Linked DNA regions of Mus musculus: all the other regions are linked to region 1. A link is a contact called in public HiChIP or PLAC-seq and promoter capture Hi-C data. All regions are on one chromosome and are shown on one strand. The core of a region is the stretch at or near the end of the contact, and the rest is flanking DNA. Distances in the headings are between cores, read along the strand shown.

Region 1 (2,880 bases), core at 124-2,623:
TCCTCCTTCTCCTCTTCCTCCTCCTCCTCCTCCTCCTCCTTCTCCCCCCTCCTCCCCCTCCTCCCTCCTGGAACTTGCAAGATCCTTCTGTGCATTCTCCCTCCATCCAGTCTTCTGTCACTCATTGTCTCTGCTGCAGCTTGGTCCTTCAGTCTCTCCATGTCCTAAGGGCAGTCTATGTCCATCCTGGATCCCTGGTGGGAATAGCTAAGGTCTGAGAAAAGGTGAGACCAGCCAGAGGACTCCTGGGGTGCTGGTCACCCTGGGCTGAAGTGAGCATGTCACCAGGGGTCCAGCCTCAGGTTCCAGCAGTTTGTGAGCCAAGGGCAGACTGCCGTTTCTGCTTTGGTAGTGACCTCGATTGATCCACCCACAGGAGCCAGCAGTGTCACACCCAAAGGAAATGGGCTTTCTTGCTGCTAAAGGTCATGGACAAGAACATTCCTTGACTTTGGGGGAGGTGGGGGGCATCCCCACAGAGATACCCACTGATGTCTTCCTAACCCCAGCCCTGACTGAGACACGGCCTGGGGTAACTTGGCCTGGCCCAGGGAGGTGAGGTGAGGACACGGAAGCATGCTGGCTGCTGAGCTAGCCCATCTGGCCCAGGAATGTGGGAGAGTTTCCCTGGTAGAGAGGAGCCCATCCCACAGGAAACATGGTAGGCAGAGCACCTGGCTAGAACTTGCTGACCCCTGTGCAAAATGGACAGGGGCTGCTTCTCCCTCTGAAGGCAGGAGCTGGGACCCTCTGCAGCCTGCAGCTCTTGTCCCCAGCTTTCTGCTGAGCCTCAGGCAGATTCTGAAAGTTCTTAGGCTCAGAGAGCAAACACAATTCACATAAGCCCAGGGACTTGGAGGTCTGCAGGCCTGGGTTCTAATCTTACAGGTGTAGAGGCTCTATCATCTGTGGAATGGGAAGAGAGGCCTCTAGCTCAGAGCATGACACACAGTGAGAGCCTGATGGGGGTGTGGCTTTAGCCAAGCTCCTGCCTTGGGGTCCTCTCAAGGCCTTGACCACATATTCTGCCAGACCTTCCCACAGCACCCCTCCCCCAGTCAGGTCTCTGAGGTGGAATATCTGGGAACTGAGTATATTCTCTGGGAACCCCATCACTGAGAAGAGAAGATTCCTTTTAGGCTCAGGCAGGCCCAGGGACTGGGGGGGGGGGCTCCGGTGGAAGTCAGAGCAGAACAGAGGGGCCCTTACAGAGAGAGATGGCAGCAGGACGCCCCCGCCCCCACTGCAACTCACCAGATCTGAGCAGCAGCGGCAGCAGCAGCAGGGCAGCGATGTGGGGCTGCCTCATGTTCTCTGGCTTGGTGGACGTTTGAGTCCTGGTCAGAGGTGGCAGAAGCTCTCCTTAGTACTACAGAGGTTCAGGCTCCATGAAGTGAGGTTTTATGCTGGAGATGAGTGTCAGCTCGGCTATGCCGCCCAACCTGTCAACCCTGCCTGCCCAGCTCCTCTTTGGCAGGAAGGAGGTACCCAGAACACCAACTCTATGACCCGGCCCTGAACTCCAGGGGCCAGACCCCTTCCTTTGTAACTTCAGGATTCAGCTGACCACAGAGGACTCACTACCTTCCTCAATTGACCATAGGTCCTACATAACTTGGCAGAGTCTACTCCATCCAAGAGACCTTCTATGTCATTCATTCATTCATTCATTCATTCATTCATTCATTCATTTGTTCATTCATTCGTTCATTCATTTATTCATTCATTCAGTCAGTCATCAAATACTTGTTGAGCACCTACTTTTTATCTGACACCTGCAATTCAAGGTTGATTTATACCCTGATGGGAGCGTAGACTTTGAAGAACTAAGGTCAAGGTGCTTGTGCAACCAAGAAAGAGGGACTTTGGCAGGCTCCTGCGGCCCCTGATGATGCTCTTGGACCATACACACACACACACACACACACACACACCTGCAGATTGGCTCAGGGAATAGGAACCTTTGCCCCGCCCCTGCCAGTCTGGAACTGCACCTTCTAGGCGCGGCAAGAGCTGTTCTGGGAAGGCGCCTTAGTAGTGACCGGTAAGGTCCGGTTCCTGCCCTGGGTGTGCCCGCCTGTCAGGCTCCCAGACTTGAAGCCACAGCGGAAGTGTCCCTGGGAGGAAGTTGTTTGGGGCACGGAGACTGACATCAGACAGAGCTGGACAGAAGTTCTGAAGACCACTCCCTACTAGTCGAGGAGTCAGGATGCAGGACCATATCCTGAACGTCTCACATCCGATCCTACCAAGCCAGGGAGCAGTGCTGGACAGTGGGCCTGGCCCTGCCTCAGTTTTCCCGCAGGAGCAGAGGGTGCAGCGTCTCACTCTGTTGGTGTGAGCCAGGGGAGGTCAATTGCCCAACAGGGTAGCTCAGGGTCACACGAAGTGCAAGGGACCTTGGTCTCCCTGGGTTGCTGTGCAGAGTGTAACTCCCTGGTGACCGTCGCCACTCCTGTGTGGTCCCTGTCTGCTTTGCAGAAGACACAGAAGCAAGGGCTCCCCCTGCAGTGTGGGCATGGCAGGGAGACACTTCTATTTGAGGAAAAAAGTCTTCTTTTTATAAAAACTAGTGTTTCAAAGCAATCGGATGGCCACACATCAGACAGACATCCAGTGATCCATTAGCCCTACCTTTGAGGCACTTTCTGACCCTTAGAAGCTAAGGGCTTCCTTGTGGAGCCTTTCCTATCTTTTCCTCTCACTCCTCTCTCTTCTAACAGCAAGTACTTTTTGCATACAACTCTGCCTTGACATTAGGTGAGCAGCAGAAGTGAGTATGTGGGTCCAGAGGAAGCTGGGCTCTTGAGAAACCATGTGGGTCCCTCCCACTAGCAGTAAGCCGGACCCCTCCCCAACCCTACACCCCCCCCCCAACCC
Region 2 (2,880 bases), core at 211-2,710, 250 kb after region 1:
TGTGCCACTATGTGTGTTTAAGTTAAATAATTTTTTAAAAATACAAGATCTTTATTGGTTCCATGTTTTGAAAATAGCCTCCACAATATTTATTTAGTATTTATTTATATTTGTGTTTGGATGTTTTGCTTGGATGGACAGAGACCAGAAGAGGGCGTCTAATCCCCTGGAACTGGAGTTATGCTCCAGGAGATCTGCATCATTGCGAGCGGCCATATAGGTGCAGGAAGAACAGCCAGTGCTCTCAACCAATGATCCATCTCTCCACGTGTGGTCATGGGTTTGTGTGTGGAGATCAGAAGACAACTTTGTGAAGTGATTTCTCTCCTTCTACCTTTATGTGGGTCCTAGGGATTAAATTTGGGTAGGCCTGGCTTGGTAGCAAGTGCTGTAAACTAAGGCTTCTGGTTGAACCAGCTATCTAAAGGGGAGCCACCTCATTGGACCCCTTGTTTTGTTCTTTTGAGACAGAGGCTTAACATCAGTGATTTATACGTGAAGATTATATATAATATACAATTATATTATACCATATATAATAATATATCTTATTAGAACATAATAATTTTAGAAACAACCAAGACTATGATTGATTGCAAATGACGTAATTCATGAAGACCTTTGCGTTACTAGAGAATGCCCAGGAAATGACGTTGACTCGAGAGAAAGGATGGGGCCATGGAGGAAAAGGAGCCAGGAAGAAGGGTGGGACCCAAGGACCTGCGGAGCCAGGGCCATGTGGGAGTAAAGGGGGAGAGCCTTTCTGCAGATGGGTGAGGGCCAGCAATCCCAGAATGATAGGATGCACGAGCACGCAAAATACAGAAAGCAGCGCCCTGAGCCATTCCGGTTTCCATCTCCACAGTAGAAGGTTGCGGGGATAAAGTCACTGAATTGTGCCAGGGCTATTTCAGCAGTCAGTGACTACAACAATGGGCGACGGCTGAACAAATGATAAATACTGGACCAATGGGCGAGGGCTGGGCTAATGACAAAGGATGCTGCGCAGTTAGGAATGTTAGCTTCAATGAAGAACACATTTCCCTTCCCTCGGAGGGACAGACAAAAACCTTTAAATAAGCATTCCAGTTTATGCTTTATTTAGTATTTATTTATATTTGTGTTTGGATGTTTTGCTTGGATGGACAGAGACCAGAAGAGGGCGTCTAATCCCCTGGAACTGGAGTTATGCTCCAGGAGGGAGTCAGAGTCAAATACGGGGGAAGTAAGTGGAAAGACGTCAGTAGACCATACCGGGGATCCTAAACCCAGGTAGCCCAATTCCTACTGGCTCCGCCCCCTTCCCGGGTAATGGACCCGCCCCTCACGCCTATTCATCGAGCGTTCAACTTGTCGCTGCGAAGGTAATATCCGGATAGACGGAATTCGACAAAGGAATGGGGGCCCCCTCATCCTGCGCATGCTCGCCCCGTGACCCTAGCTTGAGGTGACGGCGGGAGCCAAGGCGGGGGCCCAAAGCACTGAGGCTGAGGGACCCGCCACGGCTCCGTCGTCCGAGAGGCAGGGCCTGCTGCCGTCGGTGAGGACGGGCCCCCAGCGGGCGGGAGGGTCCTGGCTCCAGAAGCGACTCCTAGCCTAGAGGTCTGGGGATGCGGGACCGGTGTTCGGAAGGGTCCCTGGCTCTGGCCCCCCACCCCCAGATTCTGGCCGCTTTCTTGTCGGCCATCCGCGAGGCTCTTCCTTTCTCCATGCTTCCCTTTCATAAACCCACACTACCCCTGGACACCCCCAATCTGGGACACACAACCCCCAACGCGTCCCTACCCCAGCCCACTCTACCTGGTACATGTCCATCCTTCTGCAGTTTTGTTGCGTATGACCTGGGGGTGGGGGTGGGGTCCTTGTCCCAGTGGCAGAATTTGAGGGCTGGGACCCAGCTAGGGAGATGCTCAGGGGACTGAAACATTGGTTCGAGGGAAGCAGGGAGCTGGGGCAAGGGTGGTGGAAGATACCATTCTGAGTCATGGTGACTGGGGAAGGGAGGTACTCTTATGTGGGACCTCCACATTGGGGGACCTTTGCTGTGTTCTGCATATAATACAGTTCTTGACCTTTTGGGAGGGTGACTGCCATTTTCTTATGTCTCCCTGTGGGATGCCTCCCGCATACCCCAGTGTCATACCGTTCCTTGGAAAGTCCAATTACAGTTCTCCAGGACTGTGCAGGACAGTGACTATGGCAGCAGCAGGTGTTAGTAACGTGAGTTCAAAGACCTTACCCTTCTTCATCTGATGCTAGCATCTCCTATTACACAGATCAAACCAGCCCAAAAAGGGTAAGGGCATGTTTCATTCTCATCTTTGTGAAGGTAATTCTGTCCATCACCCCAAGATAACAACTGAAGTTCCAAGCCTGCAGAGCTTCCTCAGTAAGAGTTTGGACTTTTAACTGTTCTATGGCCATCAAAACAACAATCACCACCCATCTAGTGACACATTATTAAAATGACACATTATTGTCGTATATTTTAGAGGCTAGAAGTCAGATGTGGGTGTTATACAGCAGGCTGAATACAGCAGGGCTGTATTCATTCCTGAGGCTTTAGGAGAAAAACATTTTTTGTTTGTTTGTTTGTTTGTTTTTTTGAGACAGGGTTTCTCTGTGTAGCCCTGGCTGTCCTGGAATTCACTCTGTAGACCAGGCTGGCCTCAAACTCAGAAATCTACCTGCCTCTGCCTCCCAAGTGCTGGGATTAAAGGCATGCACCACCACTGCCCGGACAAGGAGAGAAACATTTAATTTGCCTCTTGCAGCTTCTAGAAACCTACCTCATTTGGCTGGCATGCCCTTGCTCGGTCTTCAAAGCCCCTCCTCAAATAATTAACCCTGCCTCTAACCTTATCTTTCCTGTTCTTTACA
Region 3 (2,880 bases), core at 132-2,631, 210 kb before region 1:
ATCAATCATACCAATCCCTCACAGACATGGCCACAGACCAGTCTGATATGGGCAATCACATAACTGAGTCTCCCTCAGATGACTCTAAGCAGTGTCAGGTTGTTAGCTGAAGGGCATTGGGAGACCCTTTATCAAAACCAACAAAACCCGCCTCCAATAAATAATAGAAACTGAAATTGAGTAGGATACAAAACAAGGTAGAGCAAAAAAAAAAAAAAAGACAACTGATCAACTGATGACTTTGTAACTCTGATTAACCAGGGGACCAGATAGATTGTTATGTATTCTGAAATGTGATGGACAGCGGGTTTGCTCATTGTTAGATTTAGTTTTTTTAATACCTTCCAGAGGCTACCAAAAGCAAATTCTGAAAACAGCACTTCTGTCCCAAGTAACAAAGTACAAAAGGAGGAAGATAAAAAAGTAACAAAGTAGCTGGGTGGTGGTGCCACATGCCTTTAATCACAGCACTCGGGAGGCAGAGGCAGGCGGATTTCTGAGTTCAAGGCCAGCCTGGTCTACAGAGTGAGTTGCAGGTCAGCCAGGGCTACACAGAGAAACCCTGTCTCGAAGAAAAGAAAAAGTAACAAATTGGAAAACAGTATAGTCTTCCGGAAAAGAGACAGTGTGAGGGTTCCCCATGGAGATCAGCAGCAATGGGGAGCAAATCCCAAGTCTTGCTCTAGGGTTCTCTAATATTCTGTGCTGTGAACAGCCATTCCCTATTAACTGTCTCAGACCCACTAGAGGTCTTGCTATCCAGCTTCCAGCACAGGTCAGATACAGTGAGCATGCTGGCTTCGGGGAGGGGATGAAGGCTGACCCAAGCTGTGGGGATAAGCCTGGGCCTATTCCTCGCTCTCCACCCTCAAGAGACCACTTGTCTTTTCTCGACAGATCATCTCATGAGAATACGGAACATGTACTCGAGTGAACACATCGCTCAGCAGACTGTGACTGTGGCTGTGGCTGCCCGGCATCGGAGCCCAGCTTCTGCAATTTCCACATCAGTGTTGGAGTTGGCGCCTCCAAATGCAGTCTCCTCGGCCGGAAGCTCGCGTGGGAGGGACAGGTAGTAAGCCACGACCAACTCCGGACGGTAGGACAAGTCTTGGAGGGAGAAGACCAGCCCTCTCTGCCTCCGGGCGGGCTTTTTAGGATAGCCCGCCGGCGCCAGCTGAACTCCTCCGTCCCCCGCCCAGCGGAGAAGGCGGGTCAACCACGAGCGATAAGCCAATAGACAGCCAGCGTTTGAATTCGCGTCCTGGTGTAGCCAATCACAAATGCCCAGAGCCTGCGGGGCAGGAGAGGCTAGTGATCTGGGGGGCGTAACTCTGTGGTCCTACCAGTAGGAGCTCCCGGCGCGTTTGAAAACGGGGCGGGGGTGGGGCCCGCGCCTGCGTGAGGCGCTCCGTGCACTTGCCCCAGGCGCGGGCGCGCTTGAGAGCGGTCTAAAGCGGCAGTGGAGGGAGCTCGGCGATGGGGAGCGGCGGTGGTGAGTGCTGGCGGGAGCCGGGTAGGCGATAGGTCATACGGAACGGAGGCCGGAGGAGCATGGACTCGGGCCCCTGTGACCCGGGAGTGCGCGTCGCATCCCCCAAAGCACGGGGTAGGCACGTATCCCCGACTGCGAGCCCGCCCGCGCGGTTTAAATGCCCGCCCGGCGCCTATGCCTCTCCTGTTACCCCAGGGCTATTTAGGTTCTCTACTTAGCAAACTACGATTTTACTTATCTGTGAAGTCGTGGGCAATCCACACGATATAGAGCGATCTCAGGCCCTGTCCGGACTCTTGTGGGCGGCTTGATCACCTGAGGGTTGGCTGAGGCCACAGGATCTGCCCCGTGAAAACGTCTCACGACCTGGGGGTGCGATTTCACTTGTTAGAGTGGTTAAACACTTCCAGACATGCTCTAGAGCACACGAGTCAAGAAACTGTTATGATAATATTCTTAGAATGTTTGGGAATTATAGCTCTCTGGGTATACATTTGGCCTTTGCTGTAAATTTGGTTTCCAATAAGACTCAGGTGAAGAGTTTGGGAGTGGACAGTCTCTTAGAGACCTCCTGATGGAAAGCCCGAGGTCAGCCACTTTTGCCTCAGTGTGAGGAGGAAAAATAGGTAGAAAGATAGGCGCATTTATAAGTAGGAAGGCAGGACCTTGGGGGGGGGGGGTAATGTGGGGGCCCTTTGTGAAATAGGGAAAAAAGCCATAGGCGTTGAATGAAGAATGAATTGCTGAAGTAAATATTGGAACAACCCACTGTGGAGGAGAAGAGCTCATCTGAAGAGCATGTCTGGGTCCAGTTGCTGTGTGCCTGAGTTCTCAACATGTGGGCGCGACTCCATTGGGGGGGTCACACGACCTTTTCACAGGAGTTGCAGATCAGACATCCTGCATATCAGATATTTACATTAAGATTCATAACCGTAGCAAAATTACAGTTATGAAGTAGCAATGAAGGTATTTTATGGTTGGGGGTCACTGCAGCATGAGGAACTGAGTGTATTAAAGGGTCCACGGTGCTAGGAAGGGGTGATTTTGCACTGTAAGCTGAGTGTGGAAGACCCCTCTGTTTGGGGACTGGGGAGCTCTCACCATCTGCCAAGCTGAGAGCTGCTCTGGGATGGATCTGGCCTCCATGTTCTACAGAACGGCCTGCTAATTTGAGTTCCCAGTCTATGCTATGCAAGTCCCTTGGTCAACCATATGCTGATAGTCACATGTTCAAATATAAACAATGTAAGCTGGCCATAGTGACTAATACTTAGAATGCAGTACTTGGCAGGTAGAGGTAGGGGAATCAGGAGTTCAAGGGTAACCTCAGCTAATGTTAGTGAATTTGAGGCCAGCCTGGGCTATAGCAAAAGTCCAAGGGA

What was found. HiChIP or PLAC-seq counts read pairs in DNA pulled down with a chosen protein or histone mark. Capture Hi-C pulls out chosen DNA fragments and counts their contacts.
Region 2: a promoter capture Hi-C map of liver shows a contact between it and region 1. The contact joins the promoter of Flywch2 here to the promoter of Prss27 in region 1. A contact is called at or near these places in 2 of 39 promoter capture datasets (the 3T3-L1 cell line and cranial neural crest), 1 of 115 datasets of contacts at active chromatin or transcription factors (pancreatic cancer cells) and 3 of 9 other capture datasets (adipose tissue, liver and pancreatic islet).
Region 3: a contact with region 1 is called in an H3K4me3 HiChIP or PLAC-seq map of embryonic stem cells, with 2.7 times the contacts expected there. The contact joins the promoter of Ccnf here to the promoter of Prss27 in region 1. A contact is called at or near these places in 4 of 115 datasets of contacts at active chromatin or transcription factors (embryonic stem cells and pancreatic cancer cells) and 1 of 9 other capture datasets (embryonic stem cells).

Annotation. Positions count from the first base shown.
Region 1 is chr17:24,036,736-24,039,615 of GRCm38.p6, reverse strand. It overlaps Prss27 (protease, serine 27), which reads right to left and starts at 1,373. Exons shown (of 6, transcript NM_175440.4): 1 at 1,255-1,373. The coding sequence starts at 1,309.
Region 2 is chr17:23,784,661-23,787,540 of GRCm38.p6, reverse strand. It overlaps Flywch2 (FLYWCH family member 2), which reads left to right and starts at 1,460. Exons shown (of 3, transcript NM_029798.4): 1 at 1,460-1,540.
Region 3 is chr17:24,249,910-24,252,789 of GRCm38.p6, reverse strand. Ccnf (cyclin F) reads left to right here and starts at 1,381. Exons shown (of 17, transcript NM_007634.4): 1 at 1,381-1,495. The coding sequence starts at 1,480.